2 separate regions of the Anas platyrhynchos genome follow, and region 2 is linked to region 1. The links are chromatin contacts, called in public Hi-C maps. All regions are on one chromosome and are shown on one strand. Each heading gives the region's core, a stretch centred on a gene start, on an enhancer-like site or on the middle of the called end of the contact. The rest is flanking DNA. Distances are from core to core; before and after follow the strand shown.

Region 1 (4,156 bases), core at 928-3,427:
AAGGGAGAGAAAATGCTGAATTCAGGCAGAGCTAAAGCCCAGAGGGACCCTCATGGGGGTGAGCTGCTTCTTCAGCGGCATCCCTGCTGCCCACTGGACGGCTTGGGAGCTCGTCCCCCCCAGCTTGCTCCACCTCTGCAGGGCTGCAGCAACACAGACCCTCCCAGCCGGCAAGCAGCTCTTACCCCATGGCTGGGTCTAGCGCTATCCCTTTGGGGTTGTACAGCTCCAGGTCCAGCAGCGTGACGCAAGTGACTCCGTTCTTGTTGCAGACAAAGATCCTGTCGTCGATGTCATCCACAAAGTAGAAGTTGCCCGTGAGCCAGTCGATAGCCATCTGCTCCACATCTGGGCCATGGGAGAAGAGAGGCAAAGAGAGGTTAGGGAGACAGGGAGGGAGAAGAAGCCCAGGGAAGAGCCCTGGCAGGCTCCCTGGTCACCTCCCAGCCCAGCAGGCATCTCAAGCATGGATATAGCTGAAGAGTGAGCACACCAGGGTCCTGGCTCTGCTCCCCCTGCATGGCAGCAGCAGAGCCGAGAGCAGCCCCCTCGGGCTCGCTGTTGCCCAGGCTGTGCCCACTGGCCCAGGCTGCACCTGGTAGGGGAAGGGTCTGCTCCACCGTGAAGTCTTGGATCAGTGCAGCAATCTGTCCCCTCCTCTGCACCCGCTGTCCCTCCTGGGGACCTGCCACCACGGGGCAGCACTGCTGCTGCCAGCGTCCACACCAGCAGCGATGCAGCACGCGGCTGCACGGGGATCCCTGCAGGGATGCTGGCCAGGCAGCAGGGAAAGGGACTCTCGAGGATGAAGGCAGCAGAAGCAACAAGCACAGCAGGAAGAAGAGCACAAACTGCAGCATCAAGACCAAGAGCAGCAGTAGGCAAAGCACTGCTCAGGTGAGGAGCAGGCAGCGGTAATCCAGCATTGCAAAGTCGCCCCGAGCCCTGGAGCAGGTGAGCGATGGCATTTGGCACGCCGAGTTTAAGTATTTAATGAAACCAGCAAAAGCCTGTTAAATCGGATAAACCTGATGCACCCAAATTCTTTGCCTGTAAGCAGGGTGCTGCTGCGCGCTGCTCGGCTCCCCTTCCCTGCTGGCCCTGGCCCACAGACAGAGCGAGAGCCGCAGCTCCCAGGTACTCTGGGGAAAGTGGGGGCTTTGTCCCCCAGTGCTTTTGGCTGGAGAGGACCCCAGGGCCACTCTCCCCGACCAGCGACACCGTGCTGCTGTCCCTGGCCACCTGCAAGGCAGAGCAGGGCCAGGGCTGAGGTGTCCGCAGCCCCGCGCCGCGACTGCCCCGCGGCGCTGGGACCCAGACAGCCCCAGAGGAGCAGGGCCAGACACTGCTGAATTATTAACTAGTGCAGAAGCTCCAGAGCGCAGAGGGAGGGAAAACATGAATCAAGCCAGGACGTTTTGCAATGCCCCCAACTCCCCCTGCTTGCACGATTCAGCCTGATTACATCAAGCCCTTCCCTGCTTTAGCACCACGAGGCGCTGCCCAGCTGCTGACGAGCGCCGAGCTCATCAACACCCAGTGGTTTTGTGGGTGCCCTGTCAACCCCAACCCCAAGCCCTGAGCTACCCGGGCCAGCTCCCACTGCTGCACACCCCATTCAGCTCTTCAGGCCGAGCCCTGGCCCTGGGGACAGGGATGTCTCTCTGGCAATCACGCACCCCGGGGCCAGGGCTGTGCACTGATGACCGAGCGGAAAGGCGGAGGCTCGCCATGTCCCGCCGCTATCACCCAGCCTGATTTATCTCATAAAAATAAGTGGAAACAGTCAGAGCTCAGGAATTAGCACCGAAGCAGCTACGCCAAAGGCACGCGGAGAGCCCAATGTGCAGCGAGTGATGAGTGGGGCCGGGGTGGAGGTGATGCCCCCCGGGGCCACAGGGAGCCCAGGGCAGCAGGAGCCGCTGCCCCAAGGGCTGGAGCTGGGCTGGGGACATGGTGCAGGGTGGGCAAGGGCTGCATTCTGCCCTCCCGGGTGCCAGGGCCCCCCTCGTCTTCCCCACACCAACCGGCCCCCTCCTCCTCCACCCCCGGCCCTGATTCACCGGCCTCTGATGAGAGGAGGGGGCGGCAGCAACACGCACGCAGCGCTGCCAGGGCCAGGAACGTTTCACCGACGGGACTCGCAAAAATTCCCCAAAAATCAGCTGCTGGCTGGAGCTCGCGCAGAGCTGAGTCAGAGTCACAGGACAGCCGGGGGGGGGGGGCGGTGAGGACCCCGTGGGACGGCGCAGTCCTGGCCCCAGTCCCGGCACCTGCGGGCGCCCGGCCCGGCCCACCAGAAGCCCTCCTCCCTCAGGTTCTGCCATGGGCTGGCTTCATGGCCCGTTCGATGGCAAATCCTTCCAAAATGGGGATTTGGCCTCTCCTCGCCACCCTCCTCGCCCCCCCCGGCCAGGAGCTGCCGTCTGGCAGAACCCAGCGCACTCAGACCCCGTTTTTGTTCTCCCTCCAGAACGGGGCCGCTGCCACCTCACCGAGCGCTCCCAGCCGAGCTCGAGCTCGTCTCCAGCTCCTCCAGCTGGGAGGAAGCTCACGAGCATGGCATCCAAAGGCTGAACACAACTCGGGAACACGTCCAGAACCAGCTGCAGACTGCAAACCGCTCGTTCCTCAGGGCCCGCAGCCCCTTTCACGTTCCCGGGACGCTCTGGCAATGCCCGTCCCCAGCACGGCTGCCACCCTGGGGACCAAGGGGACACCGGGAGCAGCAATGCCTGGCTCCAGCACAGCGCTGCCAGCCTGGCTGGGGGGGTGTGGGGGGGTTCTTGCTCAGCTCCCAGCCTGGCCCCTGCTTGGAGCTGGGCATCGCCGGGGCAGGCAGCGGGGCCGGGCCGTGGGCTCGGAGCTGGAGGTGACGCAAGCACTTGCTCTTCTCCCAGGCTGTATTTTTGCAGCTGGAAAGCATTACGCTCCTCAAAGGCTTTTGTTTTTCAAATTGCTCCCTCTCCCTGCTCTCTATCCCTCCCTCCCCCCCCCCCCCTTTTGCAGGAATCAGTTGTTGCTATTATTATTATTATTATTATTATCCTCATCATCATTTCTTTCTTGTAGCCTCAGATAAACCTGGTTTTCCTCTTGAACTTTCAGTGGAAGTGAATTTAACAAATGTCAATTTTTACCCCCCAGCGTTAATGTGCAGAGAGCTCTCCCCAGTTCACTACAGCTTGGGGGGGGGGGGGGGCTGAGAAGGTCGGGGCTTTCTCCTCACCCCCGCCACCCCCTGCCAGACAGGGGGGTCCAGGAGCTGCCCCAGCCAAAGCCCTCTCAGTGACCCAGCTCAGGGACCACAGGAGGAACAAGGTGGGGGCAGCCCCCCCGTCCCCTCCTGCCTGCAGCTCCCAGTGGCAGAGGGATGCTGCCTACGAGGGCATCTCCCGGCCCCCGGCCGAGCCTCCAGTCTCCCTCCTTGCTCAATCGGCGCTGGGTGTTGCAAACAATTGCAACATGCAAAAATCATTTGCTAAGATTTATTTATTTGCTAGCGTTTGAAAAGGAGCTTGGGGGACAGAGAAGAAGGGACGTGAACTTTAAAGGCTTTTCCTGGAAGAAGCTAACTAACCTCATTAGGGCCGGATCGCTGCGGCCCATGCCAGCTGGCCCCACTCAGAAGCGCTGGCCACAAACGCGGCTGGTGCGGGGCCGGATGCCGGAGGGGACTCTGCCCGCTGGGCTCCTTTTAGGGAGGGGGCACGGAGAGGGAGGACAGAGGGAAGGCAGCCCCAAGAAGTTCGTCAGCGGCACATTGCTCAACGATGGTGGGCTGGCAACTTCAGCAAGCTCCAAAACCAACCCTGCGCAGATGTTTCCTGGTTTCACGCTGACCCTGACCAAGCACTTGCTGAAGTCCCTGCCACAAAATAATCTGCGTGGCACTGGGCTCAGATTTGACTTCTTTTCCTTCCCATGGTCAGTGGAAGAAGAAAGCTGAAGCAACCTCTGCAGCCATCACGGCACGGGGGTACGTGAGGCTGAAGGGCAACGCTGCTCCCAGCCAGGGAAGGGACATGCTGAAGAGGAGTTTTTAGGACTTCTGTCCTTGGCCCCACCAACCCTTACAAGTCTTCCCAGCAAAACCCTTCTCCTGCCCCCAATCCCAACCTCATCCTGTGCTCAGTGGGGCTGGGAGCATCCTGTC
Region 2 (3,578 bases), core at 258-2,757, 41 kb after region 1:
GTCAGCAGAGCCAGGGACACAAGCGGCATCGCTGCCTCCCTCCCAGGGACGTGATTTGGGTGCCTGGAGCTCCAGCAGGGCGGGGGGAGGTCAGGGGCTCCAGCCCCCCCCCCCCTGCAGCACTGGCCATGGGTTGGACGCTGCTGTCTCCGCCACGGCACCGAGCGCCAGCAGCTTGGTGCCGAGGTGGGTGCTAAAAGGGGACAGCGAAACCTTCCCCCAGATCCCCCCCCCAATCGATAAAACGCTCCAGGCTGCCGCCTTCGCCAGGCCCTTCCCATCTGGGCTAGAGGGAACCCGTCAGCGGAAAGCTGCGCAAGCCAACTCAAAACCCCAAATCTCCAGGCTTTTAAGGGAAAAAAAAAATAATAATAAAAAAAAATCAGCCTCCCACCACCCCAAACATTAAAACATCTCCAGGAACTTCTCCACCGGTGGCTCCCCGCTGGCCGAGCTGCCGGCCCCAAGCCCCCGGTACGGGGAGGCTGCAGAGGAATGGGGCGAGCAGATGGAGCCCGGTAGGGGCGAGACGTGCGCAGCTTGAAAAGGAGCCGCTCGGTGCGGGGCTGGACGGCCCCGGGGCCAGCGGCCGGCCCCGTTACCGGCCCCGTTACGCAAGGGCCGGGGGGGGGCCGCGCTGTCACCGCAGGGCAGCCCCTGCCGCTCGCAGAGGGAAAATGGGGGGGGGGGGTGGGGGGGTGGAGGGGGCGTCAGGGGAATAGAAGCGGGGGGAGCTGAGGGAAGTTCCCGGGGGGGGGGATCGGGAAGGGGAGGAGGACGCCTGCTGTAGGATGGGGGGGTTGGGGGGGGATGGGGGGGGGTCCCTTTATTTTCTCCGCAGAAGCGGGGACCCGCGGGGCCGCTCCGCTTTGTCGCAGCGGGGCCGCCGGGGGAAGCGCCGCGACTGCAGCGGCCGGGACCGGCCCCAGCCCCGCTTCGACCCCGGTCCCGGTCCCGGTCCCGGTCCCGACCCCAGCCCCAGCCCCGGCCCCGCTCTGGTCCCGGCCCCCCGCGCCCCCCGCCCCGAGCCCCCCTGGTCCTGAGGGCGCCGTCAGCGGCCCGGGCCCGAGCGCAGCCCCCACGGCGGAGCCCCCCCGGCCCCGGCCCCAGCCCCAGCCCCGGTCCCGGTCCCGGTCCCGGTGCCGGCCCCAGCCCCGCGCCCCCAATCCCTGCGGGCGGCCCCGCTCCGCAGCGCGGCGGCGGCGAGGGCCGGGGCCCGCGGTGGGAGCGCTCCGCAGCCCCCGGGGGGAGCCGTGGCGGGGCCGAACCGAGCCCCACCGGGCCGAACCGAGCCCCACCGGAGCACACCGGGCCGTGCCGCCCCCCCGGCGGCCCCGCACTCACCTTCGAGGGCGCGGGCGGCGGGGGGGGGGGCCAGCAGGGCCAGCAGGCACCCAGCGAGGGGCAGCAGCAGCGGCCCCATGCCGGCGGCTCCCGGCGGCTCCCGGTTCCTCACGCCGTGCTGCCCGCGGGGCGGCGCGTCCCGGGCCCGCGCACCGACATCCGCGGAGGGCGGGGGCGGGCAGGGGAGGGGAGGGCCGGGCCGGGCGGGGCGGGGGGGGGGGGGCCGGGCCGGGACCAGGAGGGGAGGGGGCTGGGGTTTGGGGGGGGGGGGGGGGGGAACCGGGACCCTCCGGTCCTGGGCGGCGGCGGCGGCGCCGGGGGCTGCGGGGCGGGGGCGGGGGTGGGGGGGGGGCTGCGCGCGCCGCCGCCGCCGCCGGGGGATGGAGCGCGCGCCGCCGCCCGCCTGACGTCACCGGGCTCGAGCCGCCGCGGGGGGGGGGGGAATTGGGGGGAAGGGGGGAGGGAGGGGGGAGGGGGGACACGGGGGGGGGGGGGGGGGGGGGTCCGACGCGGCGGGCACGCATGCGCGGGAGGTGCCCGGGCTGCGCCCCCCCGGGGGGGGGCGGGGATGGAGGGGGGCAGGTACCGGGTGGGGATGGGGGGGGGATGGGGATGGGATGGGGGGGGGGATGGGGATGGGCTCGGGGGGGGGGGGGGGGATGGGGATGGGCTCGGGGGGGGGAATAGGGATGGGTATAGTATGGGAATGGGAATGGGAATGGGGATGGGCATCGTACGGGTGCGGGTATGGCGTGGTGTGGGATGGGAATAGGAATGGGCATGGTACGGGTACGGGTACGGGTACGGGTACGGGTATGGGTACGGGTATGGGTATGGGTATGGCTGTGGGTATGGCTGTGGGTATGGGTATGGGTATGGGTATGGGTATGGGTATGGGTATGGCTGTGGGTATGGGTATGGGTATGGGTATGGATATGGGTATGGGTATGGGTATGGCTGTGGTATGGCATGGGAATAGGTATGGGCTTAGGTATGGGTATGGTATCAGTATAGGTAGGGGCATGGTGTAGGTATGGGAATGGGTATGGGCATGGTACAGGTATGGGTATGGTATGGTGTACATGTAGTATGGTATGGTATGGGAATAGGTATGGGTGTACTATGGGAATAGGTATGGGCATGGTACGGGTGTGGGTATGGTATGGTATGGGAATGGGTATGGATAGAGGTACGGTCATGGTGTGGGGATGGGTACGGACATGGTGTAGGTATGGTATAGGAACGGTATGGGTGCGGTGTAGGTATGGACATGGGTATGGGATCAGCAGGGCCATGGGTATGGGGGACAGGGATGTGGCGTAGGGATGGACATGGTATGGACACGGCACAAGTGCTGCCCGCCACCCCCACCCCACAGCATGAGGCCGTGCCCCCCAGCCCAGGGTCCTGGCAGCGGGGTCCCAGCAGCAGGGTCCCGCTGGGGCCAGGCCATATTTTGCTCATCCAGTGTTGGGTCCTGTGCGTGTGGCTCATGCTTGGAGCCGTGCTTGGGCTCAACGCACTGCCAAGATCTGCAACGCTGCCGGGGCCCCGGGGACCCACCCAGGCTGGGGGGCTGGGGGGCAGCGTGGACCCCCCCAACCCCAATGAGAGCGGGGCTGCCCCAACCCCGTCCCTCCTTCCCCGGCTGCAGGTGTTTGGGAGGAAGATGTTCTCCCTCCCCAAAATGTTCCTGGGACCCCGTCCCCACAGAGGGGCCAGCGGTGCCCGGGGTGGGGGGGGGCACGGCACAAAGCAGCCAAACCCCTACAAGCGGAGGTGGCCGGGACAGCGAGGCCACGGCCATGCTCTTACCGGGATTCCTCCCACGCACCCAGCCCCGGGTCCCATGTGCTCAGCACCGGTGGGTTCGTTCAGGGCCCCCCCCCCGGCCCCCAGCCAGGTAAGGGAAGCCCGGTGCCCCCCCGACACCCCCAGAGCCCTGCGGGTGCTGCCACCGGTGCCCGGGGCACGGCCGGGCCTTAGGGGTCCCCCGGGGGGACCCGAAGCACGGCGTGTCCCGGGGGGTCCCGTCCCAGCAGTGGGGGGGCAGCCCCCCAGGTCCCCCCCCCCACCCCGGCCACCCCGGGGCCGGTACCGGGGCCCTGCGGCGGGACCCCGGTGCGGCAGCGCCCCCTGGCGGCCCCGGGGCGGCTCCGCACCCACCGGGGGGGGGGGAGGAACCGAGCGGCCCCCGGGGCACAAACAGCCCCCGGTGCACCGGGACCCCCCCG

What was found. Hi-C and Micro-C count contacts between places; a contact is called where the count stands out from the background.
Region 2: a contact with region 1 is called in a Hi-C map of skeletal muscle, with 5 times the contacts expected there. The contact joins the promoter of LRP1 here to the enhancer-like site in region 1. A contact is called at or near these places in 2 of 8 Hi-C or Micro-C datasets (liver and skeletal muscle).

What each region holds. Positions count from the first base shown.
Region 1 is chr34:2,488,499-2,492,654 of IASCAAS_PekinDuck_T2T, forward strand. It overlaps LRP1 (LDL receptor related protein 1), which reads right to left. Exons shown (of 88, transcript XM_072031914.1): 6 at 186-348. Among named protein-coding and RNA genes, the nearest start is that of LRP1, 41 kb to the right of the region's middle. Within about 2 kb of position 2,178, at least 6 of the 8 cell types and tissues checked have an H3K27ac peak or open chromatin away from gene starts, as enhancers often do.
Region 2 is chr34:2,529,857-2,533,434 of IASCAAS_PekinDuck_T2T, forward strand. It overlaps LRP1 (LDL receptor related protein 1), which reads right to left and starts at 1,508. Exons shown (of 88, transcript XM_072031914.1): 1 at 1,345-1,508. The coding sequence starts at 1,423.